Linked DNA regions of Sus scrofa: region 1 is linked to region 2. A link is a contact called in public Hi-C data. All regions are on one chromosome and are shown on one strand. The core of a region is the stretch at or near the end of the contact, and the rest is flanking DNA. Distances in the headings are between cores, read along the strand shown. Region 1 holds the start of MEMO1 (mediator of cell motility 1). Region 2 holds the start of SLC30A6 (solute carrier family 30 (zinc transporter), member 6).

Evidence for each region. Hi-C and Micro-C count contacts between places; a contact is called where the count stands out from the background.
Region 1: a Hi-C map of skeletal muscle shows a contact between it and region 2, with 6 times the contacts expected there. The contact joins the promoter of MEMO1 here to the promoter of SLC30A6 in region 2. A contact is called at or near these places in 3 of 47 Hi-C or Micro-C datasets (epiblast stem cells, heart right ventricle and skeletal muscle) and 1 of 2 datasets of contacts at active chromatin or transcription factors (alveolar macrophages).

What each region holds. Positions count from the first base shown.
Region 1 is chr3:107,540,808-107,545,406 of Sscrofa11.1, reverse strand. MEMO1 (mediator of cell motility 1) reads right to left here and starts at 2,931. Exons shown (of 9, transcript NM_001244877.1): 1 at 2,482-2,931. The coding sequence starts at 2,542.
Region 2 is chr3:107,424,174-107,428,503 of Sscrofa11.1, reverse strand. SLC30A6 (solute carrier family 30 (zinc transporter), member 6) reads left to right here and starts at 2,202. Exons shown (of 14, transcript NM_001137623.1): 1 at 2,202-2,212. The coding sequence starts at 2,210.

The sequences.
Region 1 (4,599 bases), core at 1,682-4,181, 120 kb before region 2:
GAAGCAAATGTAATTTCACACTTTTATTAGTAGCTGAACACTAATTCTTTGGACACAATCTGAATGCTGCAGGAACTACAGAATGACAATCAAAAACACATCTCTCTCTCTCTGCTATTACGTGTTTTTAGGACTAGGTTAAGGGGGGAATGAATCATCACACAAGTAGAAATTTTCCAGTGGTCAATGTTATCAGTCTAGATACACTGATACAATGATATCAATCTAGAAGTTACCTGACCAAGTCAAAATTTACTTACCTATATTTTTACTCATTTTTAAAATACAAAATAAGCTTTTATAACTAAATCGCTTTAAATTCACCCTTTAAATTCACTCAAGTTAAAAGTCACACATATAAACACAACACACACACAAGCCACAATCTGATTTTTTTTTTTTTAAAACACTAAGGTTCTCTATGACAATCCACATTACCAAAATAGCATTAATGATTTCATTCAGAGTTTGGGGACTAATATACTTTAATAAAATTTTAAGAAAGCTGCACATTTTAGTTCCCTATTAATAGTTTTAATCACAGAATGTTTTGAGATGGATTAAAGGATTCTTCTTAGACTTGAGAAGATTAGTGAAGAAGACTTTTCAAGTCCAGAAGTGTGAACTATGCCTTATTTTACTAGACAAAGAATGTTCAAGAACCTATAAAAATTCCTCCAGAATCATTTGCCCACATTTCAATTCAAACCACAAAAAAGTTTAAAACACTTTTGAAAAGTACAGAAAACAAAAACAAATTAACCAAAGGATGGCCATGAAAGTGAAAACTGAGACTTTAACGCTTCAAAACACAATGCACAAAAAAAAGCTTAGTGATTTACAACCCTGAAAAGACTATTATTCATTGATAATTTTAATATTAATAATGCACTGATTGGAGGACAAACCCAGGAGCCACTGACTTCCATCACGCTTCAGCCACTCACTGGTTTGTACAGAGTCTTGGGAGCATCCCCATAAGCAGAAAAAGAAAAACTTAACTGACATTCTAAGGTTGTGAGAACTGATCAAATGTTTATGAAGTACTTTAGGACCATGAGGGAAGCCACTGTAACTATTAAAAGTCATCTGCTTAATGCACAACTATAGCTACCTGTTAAGCTTGCAAGTCTATATCATCATAATTCTTTGTATCTTCTTAACACAGCAAATATTCAGTGAGTCAGTAAAGTGTTTGTATTTAATGAGTTTAGCAACCTCAGAGAAATGAATTTTCCTCCAAATCTTTGTTTTCTCACAAAACATGTCACTATCCAACCCAGCTAACTGCAAAAGGAAGCATGATCCCATCCGCATTAAAGAACTGGGTCTAGTTATTGACAGGCCAACTGCAAATGACTGAAAACTCAGGAATCACAGTGCAACTTTGTCAACTTACCATAAATGTGACTCCTGAAAATAACCCCAGAAAACAGTCGTTCTAACAAGAGCTTTATTAAAGGGAAAGTCCCTACTCTCTCTTACATAAAGATCCCTAAAATGTTTTTGGACAGTGTCGACAGAAGACTATAAACTCTCTCAAAACCTGACCCAACGCGTTATTAGGTAGTGCCAGCACCTACTCGGTGTTGAGCGACTAGAGACTGGAGAGGCTGCTCAGGAAAAGTGCTGATGCCATCTCCAGCTGCCCCTTTCGTGAATGACAGTAACAATGAAAACACTGACAAAAGAGCTGGGAGGCCACCCCAAGCCTCTGCTTAGTAATACTTCTACCCTACCCCCAACAGACAGAGCTGCAAATCCCAGAAAAGGGCCTCTGCTCGCAGATCCCACATGCCAAGACCTTGCCTCTGGTCTGGCAACGCCAACGAGTACTACCCTTCGCTCTTCTCCAGCCGGCTGAGCACCTGAACGCTGAGGGGGAAATGCGGCCTCTCTTTTAAACTGCCAAGACCGCCTGGCCAGACACCGGCCGGCAGAAGCGGGCGTGCGCCCCGGGAGCCTGAGAACTCCCCGGTCGCGGGCAACGCTCGGAGCGCCGGCGGAGAGGAGAGGAAAGAAGAGGGGAGAAGAGGAAGGAGCGTCCCTCCCGCGGCCGGAGGGCGGAGGGTCGCTCGGCCCCGTGCAAACCGTCCTGCCGGGGGTGGCTGCGGCCCGCCGCCCGCTTCCCAAGAGCCGGGGGAGGCGATAAGTAGGCTCGGACCAGGAGCACATTCTTTCCTCGAGCCTGGTCCCGAGGGAGGGGGCAGGCTGCCCAGGCGGCAACTCTCCCCTCTCGCCCAACTCGGGGCAGAGCGTGAGGCCGGCCGACCCGGAGCTGCCCCGCGGGATGCCGCCCGGGTGGGGGAGGCGGCGAGGCCCGCCTCCGGCCCGCTCCCTCCCCACGCGGTCCGCGGCCGGCGGCCGTCCGCGCCCTGGTCCCTCCCGCTGCCGCGCGGGGCCGAGCCGCCGACCTCGGCCGGCCGGGCGCGGGGCCAGGCGGCAGCGGCGGCGGGCGGGCCGGCCGGCCTGGGGCCCTACCTGAGGCTGTGTACCAGCTCCCGGCGTGACTGGCTTCCCGGCAGACCACTCGGTTGGACATCTTGGTGCCTGTGCCGCCTATGGTGCACGAGGATGAATGAGGAGGCGGCGGCGGCGGCGGCGGCAGGAGCGGCTCCGCAAGGGGACGAGACACCGCGGGCCCAGCCCAGGAGGAGGCGGCAGCGGGGAGGGGATCAGCCCGGCCCAGGAGGAGGAGGAAGAGGAGGAGGCGGCGGCCGGGAGGAGGAGGAGATGGCAGCCGGGGCGGTGGCGGCGGCGGCAACAATCACCACAAACTCGGGCGACCGCCGGAAGATGAGGCCCGCGGCGGCTTTACCGAAGCCGGGAAAGCCCTGGCCCCGGCCCCCGGAGTCGCCGCTGCTCCCCAGCCGGGGCAGGTTCCGCCGAGCCGCCCCCACGGCCCCCTCCCCTCCGGGTCGGCCTCCCGGAGCCAACGCCGGTGACCCCACCCCCGTGACTCCGCGCCCGCCCCCTCCCCCCACCCCCGCGGGACTCCCCGCACCCACCCCTACCCCAGCGGGGCCCTCCTGCCCGCCCGGCCGCGGGCCCGCCGGCCCCGCCCCGCTCCTCCTCCGGCCGCGCGGCGAGGTTAACGACGTACACCGGACAGGCCAGACGGCATCTGGGGTCGGGCGGCCCCGCGAGGAGGCAGCGGCGGCTGCAGCTCCGCGCACACAAAAGCCCAGGGCCGGGGCCTGAACCGGGGAAGGCAGACCCGGAGAAGAGCCAACGCTTCCTTACTCGCCACTCTAACGAGTCCTGCCCACTGAGCATGCCCAGCAGCCGCGGCCAGGCCTGCCGAGGATTCTCAACGTGCACGCTCCGCTCTCCGGGGTTTAGTGGCAGCAGAGGCTGGGAGGGGGAGGGCGTGCGGAGCAGGACGCAGCCGCAGGGCAAGCCCCCTCCCCCAGCCAACTTCCTTAAACGAAGAGCACAGAGGACACGCAGAGGCAGCTCTCCACGCGGAAAGTCGCCCCGGTTTCCCCACCATAACAGGAGTCCTTAGTGGATACTTACCCCGCAAGGTTTCACTCCTTGGCATGCGTGTCTGCGGCCACGTTGGGAAGTGCATTTGTAGAAGCAGGAGCATGGTAGTGTGCCTGTGATCCTGCAAATACTAGTTTTTGCTTCAGAGAGCCACTTTTACCACCTAACCATGGCTTTGACACCGTAAACGGTTATCTTGTTTCAAGTTATATTTATGTAACTGCATGTCTCAACTCTGTAACGACTGCAGTGTGATATAACAGCCCTCAGTTATTCTCATCTCTAAAATAGGCATAACACTACTCAAGGTGCGTCCCCAGGATAAAAATCAATAAATGTAAAGGGTCTGATAGAGTAGTCATACAACAAACATTATTTCCAACCCCCCGTTATCTTTTTTGTTGTTTGTTTGTTTTTTTCTTTTGGTCTTTTCTATGGCCGCACACTCGGCGTATGGAGGTTCCCAGGCTAGGGGTCTATCTGGAGCTGTAGCCGACGGCCTACACCACAGCCACAGCAACGGAGGATCCCAGCCACATCTGCGACCTACATCACAACTCACAGCAACGCTGGATCCTTAACCCACTGAGCGAGGCCAGGGATTGAACCCACAACCTCATGGTTCCTAGTCGGATTCATTAACCACTGAGCCACGAGGGGAACTCCCTAACCTTCCATTGTCTTTTAAATCCCAATATTCCACCTAAGTATCAGGAACAAAGAATGACTTTAAAATTATACAAGAATCACAACTAAGTAGAATACCTTTGACCTCCGAGGAAATGTTGTTATGAAATACTTACAAAACTAGGAAGAGAGTAAGAAAGTTTCATACCCTCAATGAAAGACTTGGGGTTAAACCTTAAAATTGTTATATCTGAATTTCATATTAAACAGATTCCCCAGCAGAGTCCAAAGCAAACAACTGACTGCTTAATTTTCAAATTTTCCTAGTGTCATAATAATAGTTTGTTTTTGTTTCTTTTTTATTTTAAGGTAGTATCCTGTTTCTACCCCTCCTGCCACCTTTTTCGACTTTAAGGCCTAAGGATCTTGTGTAAGATGCCAGTCCTAAAACCTGGTCAACAGTGGAACTTCTGATTTTCACAC
Region 2 (4,330 bases), core at 953-3,452:
TAAAACTAGGCTGCGCAGTACAGAATTCCAGCTCTGCCCTTGCCTAGGTGTATGGTCTTGGCACACAATTTTCCAAGCAGGGCGAATAATAGTATTTGTATCAAAGGGTTGTTAAGAGAATTAAATGAGCTGATACATTATAAGCTCTTAGTAACAGTGTCTACCCCATAAGTGCTTAATAAATGTTAGCTATTATCTTCCATCTACAATTCATTCTCCATACCACAGCCACAGTGACCTTTAAAAAATGTAAAAAGTCACTCCCTTGTTAAAACCCTCCCCTGGCTTCCTGTCTCACTTACTAAAAACAGCCAAGCTCTTTACGCCTAATTAGAAATTCCTGGAGTTTCTGTTGTGGCTGGTGATAACAAACCTGACTAGTATCCATGAGAACAGTGGTTCAATCCCTGGCCTCCATCAATGGGTAAAGAATCTGGTGTCGCCGTAAGGTGTGGTGTAGGTCATTGCTGTGGTTGTGGCTTAGGCTGGCAGCTGTAGCTCTGATTCAACCCCTATTGGGAACTTCCATATGCCCTGGGTGTGGCCCTAAAAAGACAAAATAAATAAATAAATAAATAAATAAAATAAAAAAATAAAAAAGAAATTCCTGGAGTTCCTGTTGAGGTGCAATGGGATTGGTGGCATCTTGGGAGCACTGGAACGAAGGTTTGATTCCCAGCTGGGCACAGTGGGTTAAGGATCTGGTGTTGGTGCAGCTGCAGTTTAGTTGGGACTGCATTTGGGATGTGATCCCTGGCCAGGGAACTAACTCCACGTGCTGCGGGGCGGCCACAACAGAAAAAAAATTCCTGCTTGATCTGGCCCATCATTTAGATCTTCTCTTCATTTCTTCTCAAGCACAAAGCTCCAGACAAACTGTCTTCTTTCAGCTCTTAAAAGACCCCTGCTTCTTTTACTTAGATATCTGGATTATTTATGCTGCCTGGAAAACACTTCACAAAGACTTTTGTCAGTTGGAAATCGAATTTAATCTTCTTAGATAAGTTTCCTCTGACTACTACACTATATTACAGATGCAGTTACTCTTTATACCATTACTCTATTTTCTTTTTCTTTTAAAGCTACACCTGCCAGGATATGGAAGTTCCTGGGCTAGGGGTCCAGTCTCAGCTTCAGCTGCTGGCCTACGGCCACCCACACCAGATCCCAGCTGCATCTTTGTCCTACGCAGCAAACTTGCAGCAAGGCTGGAGCCTTAACCCACTGAATGAGGCCAGGGAGCCAACCTGAATCCTCATGAACACTAGCAAGGGTCTTTTTTTTTTTTTTTTTAACCCGCACCAGTGGCATATGGAAGTTCCCAGGCTAGGGGTCCAGTCTGACCTGGAATTGCCAGCCACAGCCACAACCATGTGGGATATGGCCACATCTGGGACCTACACCAAAGCTCATGGCAATGCTGGACCCTTAACCCACTAAGCAAAGCCAGGGACAGAACCCTTGTCCTCATGGATACTAGTCAGGTTCTTAACACACTATGAGCCACAACAGGAACTCCCTATTTTCTAAATGGCACTACTTATATTTTTACAGTATTTAAAAAAAATTTCCTCCTCCCTACTTTGTCTCCTCTTACTAGAACATAGTTTTTATGAGATGAGCTCCTGATACACCTGCTCCATATTCAATTTTTGCCAAATGAATTATATTTCAATGTGCCTTATTTTCCTTTTTATAAAATAAATCTTAGAAAATTTAGGTAGCATTTTCGGAAGCACCACAGAGTACTCTGTAGTTAGACGATCTGAGTTCAGATGCAGCTACTATGGTAAACTAACTGTATGTCTCCGGGCAAGTTCTTAATGTTTTCTCACTTGAAAAATGAGAATATTGTCTATTTCACAAGGCATTAAAAAATTCAATAGCACAACATAGGTAAAAGCGCTTCGGGACTCAATGAAATTTTCCTAACATCAGCAGCAAACCTTACTTGCTGCACAACAAGGACTAACGCACTCATTCATCTCCCAAACCTGGAAAGGCTCGGAAGCGTCGCTCTAGCTTCCGCCTTCTGCTCTATAGAACGCAGGGGCAGCCGGGAAGGGTACGCGGGACCAGGAGGCCAGTGCACGCACTTCCGCCCCCACGTCGCTCGCAGCCAATCCGCGTCTGAGGCCCCACCCCGTCCGCTCCAGGGGAAAACCCGCTCCTAGAGCGTCTTCCGGTGGGAGCTGTGAGGCTCCTTATCATGGTGAGTTGGCCGTGGGCATGAGGGTTTCTGTCACAAGTGATTCCTCTTATCCTCTCTGGTCCTGAAGCGGCCTTGAAGTGCCTCAGATGCCAGAGGAGAGGTCGTCTTTGTTGTGCTTGGTTCCCCGGAAGCAGCGGCTGGGGTCTGAGAGAGTCCCTTGGACGCCCTGATGTCCTCTCGCTTCCACACCAGGTTTCTTTGACCGCATCCCCGCTCCAGGTCGACCTTTCATCTCTCGGCGAGTTTATGACTCCTCCCTGCTGTGATATTCTTGATATAGAAATATAAGGCATTGCTGGTGTCAGTGACTATATGACCAACAAAAGATCTGAAAAACAAGTCCACAGCAACAACGACGGTGTTGGTGATGTTTACAGCAGTGACGGTAACATTGGCGTAAATAAAGTCAGTGACGAGTAGATTAATGAGGTTGTCGCCCCACCCTCCAACGTGGAGTTGTTGAGGGCAGGTAGCTGGATATGCAGCAGCTTTCAGAAGGCTGTTAAAGAGACTGGCTAAAGTCAAGGTGTTGGCAGTGCCTCTTATTGCAGTTTTTTGTGCATTTGTAGATACACTAGACTTTATGGTTTGGGGGACGTGGTGTTTAATCCAAATTTTGTTATTGGAATTAATCATTCTATGCCTTGAAAAATCAGGTGTATAGCTCTTTGAATTTTATCTAAAGATAAACAGTTGATTATGATTTCAGTGCCAAAAAGGTACACACCATTTTATCAGAAAAATTCAGGGATCTCTTACTGATAGCTGTATATGAGAAGAGGACCACCTTTCTGTGCCTAAGCAATGTCACTCTCTTAAATATTTTTGCTTGAGTTGACACGGTCGAAAAAATGTTTTATTCAACCACTTTTAAAATCTTTTGTAAATATTCTGTAGTCTTTTTTTTTTTATGCAGAAAGTAGGTAAAAGTCTACTTTTTTTGGCTAACCAAATAGCCCCTAGCTGTGTTCTCCTTCATAACCCTGTATAGCCAGAGTTAAGTTTTTAAAGTTTGACTGTGCCACTCCCTTGCTTAAAATCCTTCCATTTTTTTCCTTCTTTTTTTTTCTTTAGCCCTGTTTAGTGTGGCAAGCAAAGACATCTGTAGTTTAGCTTAACTTACAGCCTCTTTTTATACATACATACATATATCCATATTCCAGCTACAAGGAACAGCTTGCAGATTGTACTCTAAGAATTAGACCTTTGCACCAAATTAATATATGCTCTTCTGTCTTACAGAATTGTTCTCCATCTCCTATCCCCCATGCTTATCAGTACAACCCTTAAATGTCTTTTAGTCTCTTTCATTAGACTTTCTGCCATATCTTAATATCATAGGATATTATGATATTAAGCATAGGATGTTATGCTACTGTGAGGATGCTTTTTACCAATAACATCTGTAGCCCTTACTAGGCTATGTTAAAATTGTGTATTTAGGGGTTCTCTTGTGGTGCAGCGGGTTAAGGATTGGGTGTTGTCACTACAGCAGCTCAGATCCACTGCTGTGGTGTGGGTTTGATCCCTGGCCTGGGAACTTCCATATGCTGTGGGTGCAGCCAAAAAAAAAAAGTGTATTTGCTTGTCTTTCTCATGTCCTAGGCTATAAGTTCTTTGAGAGCAAGACCTATATATTCAGCCTAATGTTCCCAGAACCTTTCATACAGTGCCTGGCCCAGAGGAAGTTTTCAATAAATATCTGTTTTATAAAACACTAAATAAGTAACCATGGCACTAAATTTTTAAGCATGAAACATTTGTAATAAAGGAAATAGCATTTAAGTTTTATTTTTAAAGTTTTGAGTAAGAAAGATTTTGAGTCACCCCTTATGTATTATTCATTAACATGCTATGTGAAAGTATACTGCTATCAGAACATATATAGCCCTTGTTGTTAGTGAAGTTACTAAAAAATTAACTTACCGTGTAAGAGGACAAGATGAAGACTATCCTATGATTAATTCCAAAAGAAGTGGCATTAAAAAAAACAAGCCTATCATTTGGAATAATATAGTAAGGCCTCATGTGGGAGGTGAACCAGTAAACAGTACTGTTTCCCTTCAGTACTCCTAGTCTCCTATTTGGAAAAGGAGATAGAGGTCAAGTAACTTGCTA